Linked DNA regions of Sus scrofa: region 1 is linked to region 2. The links are chromatin contacts, called in public promoter capture Hi-C maps. All regions are on one chromosome and are shown on one strand. Each heading gives the region's core, a stretch centred on a gene start, on an enhancer-like site or on the middle of the called end of the contact. The rest is flanking DNA. Distances are from core to core; before and after follow the strand shown.

Region 1 (7,264 bases), core at 4,203-6,702, 70 kb after region 2:
TTTCTCAGAAACTGAAGCGTATTTCCCTGCTTCTGCCTAGAACATCAACATTTATTGTCTGCCTCATGAAAGACAGTGGGCTTTGAAGATGAAAAATGAACAGACCCTGCCTGCCAGTAAAACTGCACAGGGGAGGAGTTCCCGTCGTGGCTCAGTGGTTAGCGAATCCGACTAGGAACCATGAGGTTGCGGGTTCCATCCCTGGCCTTGCTCAGTGGGTTAGGGATCCGGTGTTGCCGTGAGCTGTGGTGTAGGTGACAGACATGGCTCGGATCCCGCATTGCTGTGGCTCTGGCGTAGGCTGGCAGCTACAGCTCCGATTAGGCCCCTATCCTGGGAACCTCCATATGCCATGGGAGTGGGCCAAGAAATGGCAAAAAGACCAAAAACAAAAACAAAACAAAACTGCACAGAGGAGGCGACCCCTAGCAGAGGTTTCAGAGAGGAGTGGTTCCCAAGACAGATAATGGGAAGAGAGATCTTCATCAGTTAATTGTGTCAGGATCAAGATTAATTTGGAAGCTTTAGAAGAACAAAGTTGAATGATTGTTCTTATCACTGGACAAGGTGTGTCAGGGCTGGCTTTCCTTTCCTCAGAGTGAAACAAAGATCTTGAAAGCAAGGAAGGCGCTCCATTATCCTGGGTGATGTGATTATTCTTGAAACTTCACATCTGAGAAAGTTTGGGAATGAAATCCCAATCAAGATTGGAATGAGATCTAGAAAAGAAATAAAATGATAAAGAGAACACTGGAAAGTAACAGAAATAGATAGACAACGTCAGGGGAATTTGTAATGGAGGAGGCATGGCAGATCATGGCATGGACTCAACAAATAAGCCATGTATTCACTTTGCAGCAATTATGTTACTAATTAGTATGAAGATGATCTAAGTGAAAGATTTTAAAAAGCTAACATACAGATTCATTTCAAGTTCTTGACTAATGTGTTATTTTGCTTAGATCTTCTTTTATAATGTCTAATTGTTACTATCCAGGGCTCTTGGCCTCCTTAATCAATAGAAATTGATAAGTAGCCAGACAAGAACTTCAAGCAAGGCCTTACTGGGGTCCCTGTTGCAGCAGGAGGGAGCAAAAACAAGCAGCAGTTTCCCTTGCTTGCTCACTCCTCCAGATGGGGGTTTGGGGAGTTCCTTAAATGAGGTGAGGATAGGGGTGGGTCCAGGGGTTGGCCCAGAGGGGCAGCTTAGATGATTTGCCTCCCCCTTTGATGGTGTTGTATGCAGGGGGCATACATAGTACCCTGATTTTGCTCCTAACACCCTGCTTTGTTCTCAGCTCTTTAGAAGTGGAAGTTGGTCTGTTTGTTTTTTATGTCTTGTTTTCCATAATTTGCCCTAACTGTGCAGGCATGCAGTTATTTTTAGTCCTTTATAGTTTCTCTGTATTTTGTTGCTTGAGATGTTTGTCCAGGTGCAAACACTGCAGCCCCTGTAGCAAAGGGTCCCAGGTCCCAGCCTGCTCATAATTATAATCAGGGCTGAGACTAAATCTAGTAACATTGAATATGGAATAGAGGAAAACTTGTAATTAATCTTCTTTTTCTACAACCCTTTTTAGTACTTTACTCCCCTGTATATTTGGGGACAGAACAAAATCTGCCTACCCTGGTGAAAATTCTGTGTCCAAACCTCTTCCTCCCCTACATACACCATCAGCACTTGGGTTCTGGATCTAATTGCAGCACAGTGCTGAGGAAGAGAACTAGTGAATCAACAGCAATTGAGCCTCCATTAAAGAAGAAAATGGAGCTGATCAAGAGACAGAGATGGATTTAAAAGAAGAGAACCAGGGAGACCAAAAGGGGAATGAGGTTTAACAAAGACATGGCGAACCACTGAGGAGAGTTGGATTGAGTGATTACAGTTGATGAGCTGAGTAGAATGAGAGAAAAGACAGAATGCAACATGTTAAGGAAAAGAAAACCAGCCCCTGAAGAAATGGAGACAGAGGTATAAAAATAATGATGATAACCAGTGTTTATTGGGGAGCTTAGTTTTTTGTCTAGTACACTTGGCACATGTTATGTCCTTACAGAGACCCTATAAAATAGGTACTACAATCATCCCCATGGTAGATGAGCAAATTGCAGCACAGACTGAACAGTAATTTATGCAAGTTAATTTACTACCTTACTGATAATCTGGAACTGATGAAGCTCAGATTCAAACTCAGATCTGTCCAACTCTTGACTGCAAATTTATTGTGCTCTCACTCTAGGTTTGTTTGCTTCAGAGGAATTAAATAGTTCATATGTATCTCATGAGGAGAATGTGGTTTGGGGGAACTTTCTGTTAAGATAAGGATGATATAAGGATTTATGGGGGCAGATAGGAAAGGGGCAGTGGAGATGGAGACTGAAGATGCAAAGAGATGAGTCTAACTTATGGAAACTTGCAACTGATGGAATAAAATTTCCCAAGGATAGAAAGGGCTCTGCTTACAAATACAGCTGGACAAGTTAAGACCTAAGAAAAGGAAGAAAATTGTTATTGGGTTTGATGATTAGGAAATAATTTTGTTTGAAATAGCTTTCAAACTTAGATTTCACAGAGGAAGCCAGGTATTAACAAATATTCAGTAGTTCCTCAGATGAGTTATGCACCCTGTCAAATAGAGTCAAAAACAGCATTGCTTGTCATTTCTAATTATTCTCTAGATGCTGGTTATAATGATGAGAAACAGTTTATCAGTACTCAAAATGTTTACATTGCTCTGTTCATCTGAGAAATGATCTTATTCAGATAGTCTCTGGATAGGTAGGGCCTGTCAATTGGAATTCTTTTGAATTCAAGGGTCAGGAACCCAGCTGGAACTAGCTTAAGTAAAAGAGGATTGCCTTGTCTCATACAGCCAGAACCCAGGAAGGACAGGGGTGTAACCAGCCTTGGGAGAACTGGAAAATGGGGCTTGACTACCAGCAGAATGCTCTGTCCTTTATCTCTGTTCCTCTCTGCTGCTGATTTCACATACTTCTACTCCAGGATACAAGCTGTCCTTAGGTTCATTCTCTATCCTTTCCCTACCAGAAAGATAGAAAGGCATTTCTCCCAAGCTCCAGAGTGAAAATGCCAGGGAAGGGCTCAGAGTGTGCTAAGCTGGGTCATGTGCCCCCTCATGGGGACAGTCAGTGACCAGGGGATGGAGGTCAACTCCCATCCAGACCACCTGGGGCCAGGTGCAAGGTGGGGAGATTCACTTCCTCAAAAAGACGGAAATGCTGTTTCCAGAAGAAAGAAGTGGGGATGGTCAGAAGCAAATAACAAAATTCTACTGGTGTAGTCAGTCCCTTTACTGATGGGAAAAGTTAAGCACAGAAGCATTAGAAAATTTACTCATAGGTTTCGTGAGTCAGAACTGACAGTAGATGCAGTTTGTTTTACTAATCTTGCTGCAAAATTGTTCTGGCTATTGTGGTAAAAGCTGCATTTGGTTTTAGCTGTAATTGCTGCTCTTCTCCAGTTATGTTCTTTGTAAGCAAGTAACAGTATGTGACGAGCAATATGTACTTCTGGATCTATCCTCAAGAGTCAGCTCCCCTCTTCTCCACAGAAACTAGTAGGAAAATACTCATAACAAATTTACTCTGGACCAGCAAGACTCTACTTGCTTCAGGCCTGTCTTCACCTGGATTATTCATAGTGATCTCAGAGAGAGCCCCACCTGCAGAGTCATAATGAGTGAGCTAAGGGATAGGAAACTTCACCTCCACCTGGTCTGCTGACACAAGCCTTTGAGCTATCAATTCATCTTGCATGGTCCATTTAAAGTGAGAACTTGCTCTTGCATTTGGAGTGGATAAGCAATGAGATTCTGCTATATAGCCCAAGGAACTGTATCTGACCACTTGTGATGGAATATGATGGAGGATAATATGAAAAGAAGAATGTATATATATGTATAACTGGGTCACTTTGCTGTACAGCAGAAATTGACAGAATACTGTACATCAACTATAATAATTTTTTTTTTTTTTTTTTTTTTTTGCTATTTCTTGGGCCGCTCCCGCGGCATATGGAGGTTCCCAGGCTAGGGGTCCAATTGGAGCTATAGCCACCGGCCTACGCCAGAGCCACAGCAACGTGGGATCCAAGCCGCATCTGCGACCTACACCACAGCTCACGGCAACGCCGGATCGTTAACCCACTGAGCAAGGGCAGGGACCGAACCCGAAACCTCATGGTTCCTAGTCGGATTCGTTAACCACTGCGCGACGACAGGAACTCCTATAATAATTTTTTTAATTTAAAAAAATAAGTAAGAACTTACTTTCTCCCCAGACATGAAAATATAGATATGTAGGCTCTCTAGAATATGGACAATCATATGTCCAATTTGTACCTCTCAGCTTTAAATACGTTAAAGAAATTGACATATTTCACATAACTTAAGGGTATTTTTCACCTTGTTAATGAAAGGAATTTGTGAAAGTAATTATTGAATGCTTAGAAGAAAGCCGAACATCAGAATTATCTTTGTAGGCAGAGCTCTTGGAAATGTGTATAAGAAAGGGAGACAACATGGACTTAAAAAATAATGCTTCTGTCTGATTTATTGTGTGCAGATCTTAGGCTGGAAAGCTGAAAAAATTCATTGAGGAAAACTCACTTCTTTGCTTCATTGTTGAGAAAATAAAAGGAACTTTTCTGTTAACCTCCAGATTAGTAAGGACAGCACACAGAACATGTTCCTCAACTAGCAGAATGGCTTTTAGGACTAAAAATAGTCCTAATGGTTATTTTTCAAGCATTTTGTGTTCTCTTCCACCCAGTGATTCAGATTCAGATTCAATTGACTGCTCCCTCCTGGCACTTTGCATGATGCTCCCATAACTTCGTTTGATTCTCATTTCAACTTCAATGGCGTCTCAGCATTCTCATTTTACAGAGACATAGGGAAATTAAGAGCCTTAAGTAAGGCCTCATCAGTGTTGACTGAAGGGCTGGGGTTCTGGCATCAGAATCTGTTTTTTTTCTGATACCATGACCTGGTCCCCTTCTTCTGACCCTGGTCTCCATTGTATCAGAGTCAGCAAGTTAAATCAACAGTTAGGTATTCCATAGCAGTAGGAGTGGGAGTGAGAAGAATAGTCTTTCTTTGCTAGTTTTCATTTTATGAACACAAAATTAAGCAGTTTGCAGAGAAATAACAAAGAATAGCGCAACCATAACTTGAGTAGTCATGCGGCATGATTAAAGACCATCTGTTCTTTCCCACGTCTTTGTGTGTGTGTTTGCTTTTTGCAGTGTCAACAAGTTCTCTGTGTGGCCAAAAGGTGTGAAAGATGAAACACAGCAGGTTGGAATTAAAGGACTGAATAGAGATGGACCATCCCCCTACTCATGGAATTTTATTTACTCGTTGAAAGCCTCATGTAACACGTGTTCAAAGACAGCTGGGTCTTGGAAGAAGTGATATTACCCTGGTGATATCAGAAGGTCATAGAGCTGTGTGGGACCTTAAGATAAACACTTCTGCACAGCCTGTCCCAATCAATACACAATTTGCCAACTTCACATGAAATGTCATTTGGCAAATAAAAAATGTTCTCTTAGGGAAACATAAGATGGATACATACTGGTGATTTTACCTACAATTAAAATAGAGTCATTAATTGGATAATTCAGGAAAAAAAATCAGTTATTCCTTATCACAACACTGTAATACTAAAGCTAATTTCACTTTTGTATTTACCCTTCCTGGGGACATCACTGCCTTTAGGATGCATCCCTTTGGCTCCTGTGATCTCTCTCTCTCTCTCTCTTTTTTTTGTTTTTGTTTGTTTGTTTTTAGGGCCACACCTGCAGCACATGGAAGTTCTCAGGCTAGGGGTCTAATCAGAACTACAGCTGCCAGCCTGTACCTCAGCCACAGCAACACCGGATCTGAGCCGTGTCTGCGAACTACACCACAGCTCACGGCAACACAGGATCTCCAACCCACTGAACCAGGCCAGGGCTCGAACCTGTGTCCCCACGGACACTAGTTGGATTCGTTTCCACTGTGCCACAAAGGGAACTCTCCTGGGATCTCTTTTGATGAATGACAGTTGTCAGGAGTTGGAATGCCTGACGTTGTGTCTTATTTTGAAGATGGTGGCCCTTGGCAGCAGGGTTGCATGGTGCTTGTTTGTCCTTTTATGCACTCCCTGCTGGTGTCTGAATGTTCAAATAAACATGCTAAGAACAAAGTAAGTATGCTGAGGAAGAACCATTTCTCTGAACCCGGGTGCTCCCCAGTTACTTTTGGTACAAAAGACAGACCCTGGGGACTTGCTTCCTGATTATGCATTTTCAGTTTCTTAATCCACTGCAACAGGAAGGCAGGCGACTAGGCCTTGTTTCCTAAGATGCATTATTTTTGTCAACTCATTGCTCCTATCGCTATTCAGCTTCTAGCTTTTTACATTCTTAAATAAATCCCTTTTTCTAAAAAAAAAAAAAAAAAAAAAAAAAAAAGTCATGCCCCTAAACTGTCCATTTATTGCTGCCAGTAAAAGCAAGTAATTAAAAAGGAAAGAGATGTAGGCTCTCTTCCACTGCTCACTAGGCCTCCTACAACTATAGGTCAACTCTTCCAAGCTTGTTTTTCTGGAACATGCAGGAGAACAGAGAAATGGCTTTGTGAGGGTTACCACAACAAGTTGCAGGACGGGCCTCATTCCTAATCACTCCTTTTCCCCAGGCTCCTCATCTCTCCTCCTTTTCTCTCCCCTTTTCCCTTGTCTATATTCTCCCTCCTTCCTTCTCTCCCTCTAATATGTTTTTACCTGGGCGGGTTTGTGATATTGTAAGAATACTAAGATTAATGAAATAATATTTGAGTGTTCTGATGACCTCAAAGGAAGGCTCTTTGCATTTCCTAGTTCTCTTGTAATTAATGGTCTTCTCTTAGGAGTAAACTGTTTAACCTATCAAACAAATCAGTTTTTCTCCGGTAAGGTAACCATCTGCTGATCTTTGACAGGTAAGAGATGTATTAGGTGATTTTTTTTTTCAAGATCAAGGCCAAGAATCTATATTGACTTCTCTCAGCAAAGAAATGGAAATAATTCCAGAAGTTCCCTTCATGGCTCAGAGGTTAACAAACCCAACTAGGATCCATGAGGATGTGAGTTCGATCCTTAGTCTAGCTCAGTGGGCTGGGGATCCGGCGTTGGCATAAGCTGTGGTGTAGGACACAGACAAGGCTTGGATCCCCCGTTGCTGTGGCTGTGGTGTAGGCCGGTGGTAGCTACAGCTCCG
Region 2 (6,304 bases), core at 3,494-5,993:
ATTGCTCATTACTTGCGTATAAAGCCTAATATTCAGACCCCTGTTAAATCTCCCATTCCAACTTTTCCTCAAATCCTTGTAACTCCCATTGAACTCTTCCCCTTCCTTATGCTCCTGCTAAGAGCATACATGGTGCACTGCACAGTGGTAGTCACATTTTGCATACATGTTATCAGGTCTGATTTAAATTTGACAGCACTTACAAGTCAGATTGTAATTGTAATTACAATTACAGCTATGGTGACTTCATTTAAACTTTACCTGGACTCCTAAGGATTATGAAGCCAGGACAAAGTTCTGACTAGAAACAGTCAGCCAGAACAGAGCAGTGATTACCTTCTTTGGACAGGGCATGCCATCTGCAGTTTTCCAGCTGCCATTAGTCACACAAAGCATGCTAGCTTCACTTGCTCATTGCTGACCTGCCTCCTAAAGGTCTTTGCTACTTTGCCCTCAAATCATCTTTTGCTTAAGAGAATTCCACTTAACCTCCAAGACTAAACTCAAATGCCATCTCCTCTAATATTTCCTCATCACTCCAGCTTGCTTTGACCTCCTGCCTCTTTGATCCCCCTAGCATTTTGCTTATGTATTATGATACATCACACTCCCCTTGCAGTTAATTACATACATGCTTCTAGAACTGAGTAGAAACTCTAGTCAGTTAGGTGACCAATTCTGTGATCTGAGGCAACAAAACTGGATATAGCATCCAGGGTCCTAGGATTTGAGCTGGAGATAAATAACAGAGCCTGCATTTAGTACACAGAAAAAGGCAGACAGAAGTGACTTTACATGCACACATATTTTTTTTCTCTCTCTCTTTTAGTGCCGCACTCATGGCATATGGAGGTTTCTAGGCTAGGAATCCAATTGGAGCTGTAGCCGCTGGCCTACACCACAGCCACAGCAATGCCAGATCCGAGCCTCATCTGTGACCTATACCACAGCTCATGGCAACGCCAGATTCTTAACCCACTGAGCAAGGCCAGGGGTCGAATCTGCGTCCTCATGGATATTAGTCAGATTCGTTTCCACTGAGCCACGACAGGAAATCCACACACATATTCTTTGTGTCCCTTTTGTCTGTCTTCTGCTTACAGAAAAATTGTGAGACAACTTGATGGATGTGTTGTTAATTTTTTTAATAGATAGAAACCACATCACTTCATTTGTTACATTGAATGAGAGGCAATAATTGAAGAGGGCCCCACAAAGCTTTTCCCGCCACAAAATAACAGAAAGGATAAGCACCTTCACCACCCAAGCCTTTGGTTAACTTTTTCTTTTGATTTCTGATCTCCCACCCACATCAGCATGCTGCTTCCAGAATGGAATTCTGCCTTCGAATCTTATACTAGTTGGAGGGCTAGTCTATCAGTTTGTCTTAGTAACAGAATGGAAGTCACCAAACTCAGCTGAGGAACCTGGACAAGTCTTCTTTGATTTCAGCCTCATCCCAAGGCCCATGAATGTTCTCTTTAAACAGCTGCAAGCGAATGAGGTAGAAAGGACAGAGACATGAGATGGAAACCAGCAGAAGGGCAAAGAGTATGGCTCCCACAACACTAATGGACAGGAGGCCTCCCAAGGCTGAAAATGCAAAAAGCAGTGTGACTCCCACATAACTGCAGGGAGTACATGCCTTCAGTTTTTTCTGTAACATGGGCCACAGGGCAAAAATCTGGATGGCAAATGTCACCATGATGAAGGCATGTAGGGACCGGGGCAGGCGTGAGGCAAGGCAGACAGAAGCAAAGATGGCCATGTTCAAGGACAGTGTGCTGGATACAATGGCAGCATTGGCACCATAGTCAAAGAAGATGAGGTGGCCCAATAGCATGAAGACTGACATGGCATAGATGGTGTCAGTGCTGACAGACTCTGTCAGGGTCTTCAGCACCGGTGAAAAGCCGTATGTGAAAGTAATGAAAACTAGGGCACTCTTCAAGTCAGCCCACCGGGTCCGCCCACTCTTCTTCCGTCCTTCACCTCCATCAATGAGATCAAACAAAACATAGCCAATCAATGAAGAGGCCAGGCCAGTCCCGAAAAGCCAGTGGGGTGCCAGAAGACCCTCATCCATATACCACCAGATAACCACAAAAACACAGACACTGCATAGCTGCTGGATCACCACACTGGACTCAAATACTACAGCCCAATACTGGTATTTCCGGGCATAGATGTTTTTCCGGAGCTCTTCCAGGAACCTTCGGTCCACATAGTTATCAGGAAAGGGCTGTCGCTCATACAAGACCTTCTGCCACTTGGCCTCTTTGGTGTTAGTTACAGGCTGTGAACACATTATCCTTTTGCTCAAACTCAGGCTAGTTCAATCTCCGTTGTAGAAGTCCATGTGGTTCTTGTTCTTTATAAAGTTTTGAAATAAGACCTCTCTGGAAATTTCATGTTGAATGTGGTTGATATGGTACCAACCTTCCCTTGCTTTCAAAGGCAGAACCCAGGCTAGACCTTTAGTAGATGAGTTTGTTCTCTGAGGCAGGACAATATAGCCAAGTTCCTAGAAAAAGAGAGACTGTGAATCTATGAATGTTGTGAAAGGTCAAGGGTAGGACTGAGTTAAAATCAAACCAACTTATTGGGTTATCATAAGCTTATTAGAAGTCTGAACAAAATATATATGGTGGCCATCATGTAACTGAGGACATTAAAATTTCATTTCAGATTTTACATTATAATCCCTTAGCAGCTACCATTTGTCAAGAGTGCATACTATGTACTAAGAGCCTTACGTAGCTTCTTTCATTTAATCTCCACAATCCTGGAGATTAACCCAACTAATAAAGCAGCAATTCAAAGTGCTTAGGTAACTTTAGCCCAAGTTAACAGTGGTAATTAGTGGAGCCAGATTCAAAGGAAACTTCTTTCCCAAAGGCTTCACATGTCTCCCTCTAAACTAGTTCTTAACTCAGGGGTTCACATATCCCTGAGGTCTATGGATGGGCTTCAGACCCTTCAACAACCCTCCCAGTCAATGCATATTTGTAGTTGTAATTTATGCAGATTTCTAAGGCTAGGATCCAAAGCTTTTACTGGGTTCTCAGAGGCATCTATTACTGAAAAAAGTTACCGGTCTAAAAACAAAAACCTCATAATAATAAAGGTACAAGCTCTAAGGTTTATTTAACTAAAGCCAAGGACTGGAGATTCTTAATCCCTTGACCGAGTTTAGCAGCCTTAAAAAGAGTTATCATTCTACTTATTTAACGCGAAACTCTAGGAAGGATCGGAGATAATGATCTCCTTTCCACTACTGCAAAACTAAGAGTCAGAAATACCAAGATCATCCAGCAGGTCTGCGAAGAAAATTCTTATGGCCCGACCTTACGTCTTCCATGGAGACCATGATAGGTTTTGCTTCACAAACCAGACGCCCTGGGAGGCTCCCTCACCGCAGCAGGGACCCCAGCCCCGGCATCTCACGGCCGCCGCAGGGGGCTGGAGGGTCCCAGGCGCTGAAAAGGGCAACGCCCGCCCGCTGGGTCGGGGACAGGGCTGGGGAGGGGGTGGGGAAGGGGAGGGTGTCCCCGAGGGTGTACCCCGCCCGCCGCCACCCCTCACCCAGCCTCGGCCCTGCGGGGGATGGCGGAGGAGGCCCGGAAATACTGACTCCCACTCGGAACCCACCTGCCCGCGAGTTCCTAGGGGTGCGCGGCCGGGCGAGGGCGGCCGCCCGCCTCCTTCCCCATCCGGGGCGCCGGGGTCGCGCCGGCGGCCGAGCACTTCCGGGGCCGCCACAACCTCTGCGGCCAGAGCGTCCTTCCTCTGCCCGCGCGGCCTTGAGGTCACTGCTGCCCCCTCCTGGCCGCGCAAGGGAACTCCCGGCTCCTCTCCCTAGAAGAATGGGTGATGCCTGGAAAGCAAATCCTGGACATGGAGATTGGGATTTGGCACCAGAAAGGCAAAGGACAGAGGCTGGACTGGGAGAAGAGAGATTATAATGGCTACTTTGATCGCGCTCTATTATGAAACCAGACCTTCGGCTAGGGACTTTCGAAGCATCCATGAATACACTAGACACATTCACTAAATTTCTGCAAGTATCAAGCACTGCTGTAGGTGCTAGTGATACAGCAGCTAAGCAATAGAAAAAAAAAAAAATTCCTGCCCTCGTGGAACTTTCTGACTCATGCATTGATCTGTGAAGTGATAATAATGTCGTCCTTTCGCGGAAGACAAAACTGATGCTGGGAGAGGTTGTGACTTGTCCAAGGCCATGCTGCTGGAAAGTGGATTAGTCAATATCAACATCCACTTGTTTTACAGCTTCATTAACCAAGACTGACATCCAGTTGTCTGTAGCTTCAAAGTACAGTTCTTTCTTCTTTGTCTCCTAGAAGGGATGAGGGAGAAGGGCCCTGTGACTGAAAGCAGCCAAACACTTAGAATAGGAGGCTGATAAAGTTCAGTTGAAGTCATGGACATTTTAGAGGATACATAAACAGCTAGGAATAATGAAGAAGCAAAGGGATATAGTAGACACAAAAGTCAGAAAACCTAAATTCACTCACTAGCTGTGTGACTTAGCAAATCACACTAAGATTTGATTTCTTCATCTGTAAAATGGAGATAACACTGTTTACTCTTGGGAGAGTCAACAGGGTCAAATACAAAACTTAAAAATGTTTTATAAAGTGTTGACTGCACTGACTTTGGTCATCCTAACAATGGCAATGGTCGGGAGGAATAAATCCTGCAAAATGATCTCTTTCCATTTCTCTCCAGGTTTCTGTTCCAAGATTTGACAAGACTCCCTGGTTTAGCAAGGCCAGCCTCACGAACAAGCCATTAATACTCAGCCTCCCCAAAAGGTAATAGCTCAGCCACTGAGAGCAAAGGTCTCAAGAAAGACCTCATAGAAGATGATTTCTTAAGAGTTAGGGGCAATTATTCAAGGGGCACAGCTGGTCGGTTGAGGGAAAGAAGTAAAGTGCTAAAAAATCAGAAATGGTCAAGGTTTCTGAGACAAAAGTGAGCCCTGAGAATTGGCCTGGCTGAAGAAGGCCAATTAACCTTCCTCTGTACCACCACAACTAAACAATACAAGAGAATTTTTGGGAGTTCCCTTTATGGCTCAGTGGCTTGAGAGTCTGATATAGTGTCTGTGAGGATGTGGGCTCAAACCCGGGCCTTGCTCGGTGGGTTAAGGGTCTGGCATTGCTGCAAGCTGCAGCGTAGGTCACAGATGCGACTGGATCATGACTGGTGTGGGACTTCGATTGCAGCTCTGATTTGACCCCTAGCCCAGAAGCCTCCATGTGCTGCAGGTACAGCCATTAAAAAAAAAAAGAGAAAGGGGGAAAAAGGAAGAAAAATATATACAAAAGAATTCTACCCATAGGCACTGACTTTCAAAAAACTTCCATCCTCTTCATCATTTTACCTTTTCTCCTCGCATTAGTTTGAAATTTACAAATTTTAACTGCGACCTATGCTGCAGCTGTGGCAAAGCCAGATCCTTAACCCACTGTGTGGGGCCAGAGATTGAACCCTCACTTCCATCTGGACCTGAGCGACTACAGTTCAGATTCTTAAGCCACAGTGGGAACTCCTCCTCCCCCAGTTTCGATGCTTGAATTTGGTGACAGACACCGGGCTGGAAGGGGGGAATGAAAGGGAGGGTAGGTAAGAGGTTCACGTAGGGGTGAATGGGAGAAATCAGGGAAGATTAAGGAAAGGGCAGGCCAGGAGACAGGTCCATAGGCACATCATAGATGAAAAGTTGGCTCCCTGGCATGTAACGTCATTTGCTAGAAAGACTATACTCTCTGAAAAGAGTTCCCCTGTTGGTAGCTGTCACATACCCTCCTGCCATGAATAAATGACTCTCCATGAGGAATACTCTCTCCTCATCCCCCTTCCAATAACAGGTACCTTTGCTTTGTCCGATGCACTTTTTAAAAACCACATTCTCAGTAAGCAGCTAGACAGTTCTGTGTATTTTCAGAGCACCTATGAAGTACTTGTTGTTCGGTTTTGTTTTGTTTTGTTTTGTTTTTCATAGCTTTGAATATATTTGAACTCTAGCTACTGTCTTAGTATAAAGCAGCAATCCTAGATTGAGTAAACCTGAAGGCTTGTTTATTAAAAAAAAAACACAGGTGACTTAGTTCGTATTAAGAGTTAGTACCTCAAGGATCAGCATGGGTAATGACAATTTAGCACCTGTTAATTAGGGGCAGGTACAAATTTGCACGACAATGACAGATGGATGACATAAATGAGTAGATCTGGCCTAAAGGGAATTGTAGTGAAGGGGAGATCACCTCCCTCCGAGAGG

The links. Promoter capture Hi-C pulls out the DNA fragments that hold promoters and counts their contacts.
Region 1: a contact with region 2 is called in a promoter capture Hi-C map of liver, with 5 times the contacts expected there. The contact joins the enhancer-like site here to the promoter of C9H1orf105 in region 2. A contact is called at or near these places in 1 of 5 promoter capture datasets (liver) and 8 of 47 Hi-C or Micro-C datasets (alveolar macrophages, embryonic fibroblasts, epiblast stem cells and 3 more).

Annotation. Positions count from the first base shown.
Region 1 is chr9:114,892,884-114,900,147 of Sscrofa11.1, forward strand. No RefSeq gene overlaps it. Among named protein-coding and RNA genes, the nearest start is that of SUCO, 20 kb to the right of the region's middle. Within about 2 kb of position 5,453, at least 6 of the 83 cell types and tissues checked have an H3K27ac peak or open chromatin away from gene starts, as enhancers often do. A contact at or near this core is called in fetal liver and liver, where this site is marked.
Region 2 is chr9:114,823,671-114,829,974 of Sscrofa11.1, forward strand. It overlaps C9H1orf105, which reads left to right and starts at 4,744. Exons shown (of 6, transcript XM_021063651.1): 1 at 4,744-4,835. The coding sequence starts at 4,744. PIGC (phosphatidylinositol glycan anchor biosynthesis class C) reads right to left here and starts at 2,308. Exons shown (of 1, transcript NM_001167654.1): 1 at 1,415-2,308. The coding sequence starts at 2,308. The coding sequence ends at 1,415.